2 separate regions of the Gasterosteus aculeatus genome follow, and region 1 is linked to region 2. A link is a contact called in public Hi-C data. All regions are on one chromosome and are shown on one strand. Each heading gives the region's core, a stretch centred on a gene start, on an enhancer-like site or on the middle of the called end of the contact. The rest is flanking DNA. Distances are from core to core; before and after follow the strand shown. Region 1 overlaps LOC120816315 (cadherin-2). Region 2 holds the start of LOC120816315 (cadherin-2).

The links. Hi-C and Micro-C count contacts between places; a contact is called where the count stands out from the background.
Region 1: a contact with region 2 is called in a Hi-C map of whole body, with 1.8 times the contacts expected there. The contact joins the enhancer-like site here to the promoter of LOC120816315 in region 2. A contact is called at or near these places in 3 of 6 Hi-C or Micro-C datasets (skeletal muscle and whole body).

What each region holds. Positions count from the first base shown.
Region 1 is chr3:935,532-938,586 of fGasAcu3.hap1.1, forward strand. It overlaps LOC120816315 (cadherin-2), which reads left to right. Exons shown (of 16, transcript XM_078098579.1): 15 at 1,377-1,541. Among protein-coding and RNA genes, the nearest start is that of LOC120816315, 47 kb to the left of the region's middle. Within about 2 kb of position 1,445, at least 1 of the 9 cell types and tissues checked has open chromatin away from gene starts, as enhancers often do.
Region 2 is chr3:889,075-892,060 of fGasAcu3.hap1.1, forward strand. LOC120816315 (cadherin-2) reads left to right here and starts at 1,383. Exons shown (of 16, transcript XM_078098579.1): 1 at 1,383-1,916. The coding sequence starts at 1,857. LOC144405449 (a long non-coding RNA gene) reads right to left here and starts at 742. Exons shown (of 2, transcript XR_013467042.1): 1 at 618-742; 2 at 142-339.

The DNA.
Region 1 (3,055 bases), core at 195-2,694, 47 kb after region 2:
TCATCCAAGCAAATCTCCCCAAATGTACATTTATTTATTTAAGACCTCTTAACATCAGTAAAAGCCAGTCATATAAACGTCTCATGTTAGCTAGCTATAGCCAAAAGTGAGGAAATGTTTGATAATCCATCACTGCACACAGAGAGAGGGAGAGTTTTGTGGGGGGGTTGATTGCTAATCCAGATTCCAGAATTAATTTTGTGTGTACAATTTTATTAATTCCAGTGGGAATTATTTGAGAAACTGAAATCAAATCAATAAACGCGGCTCTAGTGGGCAAGGCCTTGGATGTGGGTCACAGAGGCCGGGGGCCACCCGGCCAGCAGGCCAGAGTACGTGTGGGGGGGGGGGAGTCGATCCCCGGGAGAGGGCCGCCATGTCATTGGACCTTCCCGCTGAGTCCGGCCATTACACGTCTGTGCTGCCTTTCCTGTCACCGACCCCTGACCCCTCTGAGAAGGTCGGCGTGTGCAGTGCGGCTGAAAGATGACGAGGACTATTGTTCTTCATCTGCATCGAGCCTCCAGGGGTTCGGCGCCATTCCCCATGAAATCCAATTGGCCATGAATAATCGATGTGTTTGTTTTGGATGCGCCATGATACTCATGAGTGTCGCTGTGCTGTTTGTGCATCGCTCTTGGGTTTATCTTTACATTGGAGCCATTTTCTTTTACCGTTTCCCCCTTTTTTTCCCTTCCCTCCCGTGGGAGTGAGCGTAATTGTGTGTAGGTGAATTTACAACTGAGCAAAGGCAATTTTGAAGGGGGATATTAGAGATGGACGGATTACGGAAAACCTTCCGAAGAGGCGCAATCCATCATGCACGCCTATTAGGCACACACCCTGATTCTCAAATGGCATTTTCTCCATCGTATCTGCTGTCGCCGGGACACCACGCCGTCATTCAGCTCAGCCCCCCGCCCCCCACCCTGCTCCTCCTTCAGCCCATGACTTTGCACAAACTGCGAGCCACTCATGTTGCCTTGGTGATGTTAATAGGATTAGCGACGGCTTATGCATATCCAGCGTCCCGTGTCTGGGCATTGATTAGAGCGAAGCAGTCGCCCGCGCGTCCTTCCTGCAGCACACGGTGAGAGTACAAACACTCTGCGGCGTGTGATGTGTTCCTCGGCTCGGACCCCGGCTCAGTGCTGCCTTTTTTTTTTTTTGGGATGTGTCGGATTGTCCCCAGGCTTGTGCTTCACAGACAACTCTTCCCAGCTGCATCCCAACTTGTAAATCTCTCTTCCCCTCCGCTGAATCACCTCGTCCTCTGTGCAGGATGTGTTCACCTACGTCGATAAGAACAGTCAGGCGCCCGCTAAGCTAACCCCCATCTGTCGATCTGTCTCCCCCCCCCCCCCCCCCCCCTCCAGGATTACGACCTGAGTCAGCTCCAGCAGCCGGACACGATAGAGCCTGACGTCATCAGGCCGGGGGGAGTCCGCCGTCTAGACGAGAGACCCCTCCACCCCGAGCCACAGTACCCCATGAGGTCAGCAGCACCCCACCCTGGAGACATCGGAGACTTCATCAACGAGGTAAAGAGGATTTAAAATCCAGCACGCTGATCGTTTAGTCACAAGTCGTAGGAAAACTGACTGAGGTGAAACAATGTGTGCGCTTTCATTTTCTCATCAGGCAGCCAAATGACTATTATTAAAAATAGTTCATCGGATGCTCATAATTCCACTCAGGCACACGTGAAGCTCAAAGAGGACATCACGCTAACTCCCTCAGACGTAATGGTTCTTCCCCTCACTTTGCGAGTTGTAGAAGTGTGGCAGAAATGGGAGATGAGAGGAGCAATGCATTGGCTTTCTACCCAGAGAGCCTGGATTCGCCCGAGGCCGTCGTTGACTCCGGCATGAAGGGAGAATGTAAAATGAAAAGAGCAGTCATGTATTTTTCACAAGCTCCAACAGACAAGAGTTGCACAGCATTACAAATGGAGTTCTCTCCCCCAGTTTCTGGACGGCATGTTTTTAAATTAGAACTCGCTCTCCAGCGACCCATCCCTCCGATCGCTTCACTGGGGCGCCGCTGCGTTTTCGCTCTCCTCGCCGCGCGCCGTCACTTCGCCGGACGCACTTCAGCGCAACGGCCTATTGGGCGGAGGCGAAATGTCCGTCCTTCATCGGGTTCCTTATTTTAACCTTCTCAGAAGAGCTTAGAAACAGTCCCAGTATCCGGAGCTCAGTCCAAATCTGACCCTAACTGATGAGGGCAGAGGAGGGAGGGAGGGAGGGAGGGATGGGGGAGGGGGCGGTGTCTGATCTGCATCCTGAAATGTGCACCCCCCCCATGAGCGTGTGGCTCTTAATTAAATTAGTGGCACAAATGAATTGGGCAGAGGTTTAGCATAAGGACCTTAACCTCCTGGTCGGACAAACAAGCGTCTATTGGACCCGTTTCCACCTTTGGGGGGAGGGTGGGGGGGGGTGTGGGGGGGGCACCACCTCGGCCGGTCAAAGGTGGACACGGCGCTGATGTGATGACGTTCATTTTTTATTTGTTTAACCCTTTCAAGGTCGTTCTCTGAACAGAAACACCGCCGGCTTTTATCCCACGTCTTCAGTGACCTCCATGACGCAGCGCCCCCCCGACCGGCCGGGGGGGGGTCAACACCTCACGGAGCGCCGTGATCGTCCCCAGGACCCCCGGTCACTGGGTTGTTAGGAAAGGACAAGGCTGAAATTGACTCAGCGTATGAACTGCTAGTGGGTCTTGGGTCGGGGATGAGGGGGGCCGGCGCCAGCGCAGCGATTATGGTTGTAATTGAAATGAACGATCCGTCTGTCATTTCTCTCCAAATTATCAGCGTTGCAGCCCGGAGCAAATACTTAACGGAAGCTAACAAGTGGAAAATAATCGCTAAGTGCACAGGCACTTCAATTCAATCCGTCTTTTTATTTGAGAGCATTTCAGCGGCGTAACGGCAGCACGGAGGAAGCTATAAATCGTTGACAAGTTCCCGATGGGCCAAAGCCTCAACCTTTTTTATTTATATATTTTTTTCATCTCACTTCTGTTGATTCATGTCTTATTTGTTGTG
Region 2 (2,986 bases), core at 133-2,632:
TGCTGCTCACAGTTTGTTTAGGATTACCAGAGCCTCTCAGGAGCGGATGGTTTGATTTGTAGGAGGAGGGGAGCGGCGTCGCTCCCATCACGTACTCACATGTGCCACAAAACGCCAATAACTTGGAAAACAACAGGCTTGCCGGGGAGGAGGTGAACGAAAAGTCACCCCCTGTCAGTTTATTGTATATGGAGATGGAAAAAGTATTTCTTTTTTTTTTTCTTTCTCGCTCAACTGAAATATCTCGGGTTTCACAGATGCAATCTCCTCCACGGGGTCGTCTCGCTGTAGTTAATTAGATGTCTGCAGCACAACCAAGGTAATTTAACCTTCATCAGCCTGTATCACATGAGATGATAATGTTAGGGAATTATTTATTGCATATTTTAGCGAGACATGAAAAAAGCTTTACTCTGAGACTGAGTCACGATGAATGAATAGAATGCAAAATTCAAATAGTTAATGAAACTGTGTGAGCTGGTTAAGGAACACCGTGTGTGTGTGTGTGTGTGTGTGAGGAAGACACATACACCTAAACATTGACGATAAATAATCCTTAGGATCAAACGTGCAGTAAACAGCAATTATCTAAGGGCAATGTGATCAAAATCTCCCACCTCCTGATCAATAGAGGCTCCTCTTTATGCAGACAGGGAGACAACTGATTGGCTCCTCAATTACTCCTCAGTGCTCGTGACATTCAGAAAGCGCTTTGAGAGCAGAGGAGTCTGGAGCTAATAACCTGAAAGTGAAAAAACAACATATGGACATAGTTCACAACATGGCGTATCACAAATCACACGCTAATATTTGACTACAGGCGAAAATCAGGCACTAAAAACACGGGACACCTCAAGCAGCACGTATGACAGTATGCTGTTGAGTGGTGAGACGTTCACACAGTAATCTCTTGTGTTTGATGGTCTTTCCTTGCATTTTCACGCCAGGGTCATTTAAATACAATGAGCAGGGGTAAACGAAACAAGACAATAGGCCAATAAAAGGTGACCTCAACAGGCGTAAAACTACTGCGGGTTGTTGTGATCCGAAATGGATGAGATATTCTCTTTTGAGAGGTAATTAAATTTGTCTGGAGGGACAGCTCGGCCACATCGATGACAGTCATGTTACAGTTAAATTAACTACCAAAGCAGTATCTGCAGTTTGGCATTGTCTACATAACCATACAAGCAATGCTTTTTATTAATCCTATATAATATTATTTTCTCTCTCTCTCTCTCTCTCTCTCATATATATATATATATGTAATTGTTTTGTTGTTAATTAACCTGTATATATTAATCTATTCTATCCGTGTGTGTCTGTGTATATAATATATATAGACTAATTAGTTATTTAAAGTTGATTAACACTACTTTCCAGATGAGAGATGAAATGCCATAACGTCTGGTAGGACCACCAGAAACCGCCACACACTGCGCGTGAATGCTATAATTCTCTGTCATTGGGGATGGTGGTTTGAGGGGGGGTGAAGTAGTCGGTGTGGCCGGCAGGGAGCGACAGTGAGCGGGCGCTGTGTGCGCGCGGGCCCGGGTGGGAGGGGGGGGGGGGGGGGGGGCAGCAGCCTCAGTACCAGGCGCCGCGCGCCGCTCACTGCTGGCTGGACTCATAAGGAGGAGGAGGCTGCCTCGCGCTCGCTGCTGCCTTTTGTCGTAGAAGGAACCTGTGGTTTATTTTTTGTTGCTTTCCTGTCCTCGCGGATATTGTTTTGATTTTTTTTTCCTCCCTCCCTCCCCGCAGCCGCCGCCGTGTTTTCTAAATACAAACATATTTTTGTTTCGGCGGCACGCACGGATTCCGAAAGGAGGGTAACGCGAGCGGTCGCGGGCGCAGCGATGTTCTCGCTCCGGGAGAGCGGCGGTCTGTCGCTGCTGCTGGTCTTGGCCGGACTGCAGGTAAGCGTCCTTCTCCGGACACTTTCCGCTGCCCTTCGTCCTTCGGTGGCGACGACGACGACGTGTGTTGAGCTCCGGCCCCCCGCGTGGAGCCGCTAGCTTCCACTCGGCGGCGGCGGCGGCGCGGACTCGGCGGCGGCGCGGAGCCGTGCGCGCTCGCCCGCTGCACGTGCTGCGCTCGCCCGGTTAACGGTTCTCTCTCCTTAAAAAGAAAAGTGCACTATGCGCACGAGGCGCCCGGTGTTCGTCTCCACCGAGTGGTTTCACTCGTTTGAGGAGTTTTAATTCGGTTGTGTTTAGTTTAACGTGTACGCACGTCGCTGTCCCGCGATTGCCGCTCTGGTTAAAAAGAAAAAATCCGTCACGAGCAACGGTGAAAAGTATCCCGATGTAAATCCAGGTTACCGTCCGACCGGAAGCCGACTCGCTGCGATGAAGCGGCGGCCGCTGTGTGCTTTTCTTCTTCTGAGCACGTTTAGCGCGCGTCGCGTCTCCGTGAGACGCTCCGGCCTCCAGCGGCCGCCGCGCGGCAGCGGCTCGGTGCGATCAACGCTTAAAGCGCCGCGGACACTTTAACGCGGATCCTAAACCCGCGCATCGTGGTCCGGCTGCTGTTAGACGTGCTAATCCAGCTCCTCTTCCCCCCTTTCTGAAAACTGTTTTCCCCCCTTACTTAAACTCCCGTGACAAAAACATGGCACCCGCAACGCTCTTTATTTAGTTTTATTTTTGCAGCTGGACTAGTTTTTAGTCTCTCTGCAAACCAACAGGGCCTCTGGATCCACGCTGAGGGTCAACATGCCTGCGCATCAGTTGTGCTCTGGCTTGTGGTTTCGTACTTTGTTTGTCCTGCTTTAGGGATGTACGCCAGCCCCAGTCATTTAGATTTATTCATTTCCCTGCTTTGCCACATCGCCGTTATCTCCCCCTCCCAGAAAAAATCTTTTGTCGCACACCCTAAAGCCGAGTTTTCCTTATCGAGACGAGGCAAAAAGAGATAATATATTTCATTATGTAATATATATAATCAGAGATAGTCCCGCTCGACATCAGCAGTTGTTCTGTGTTGT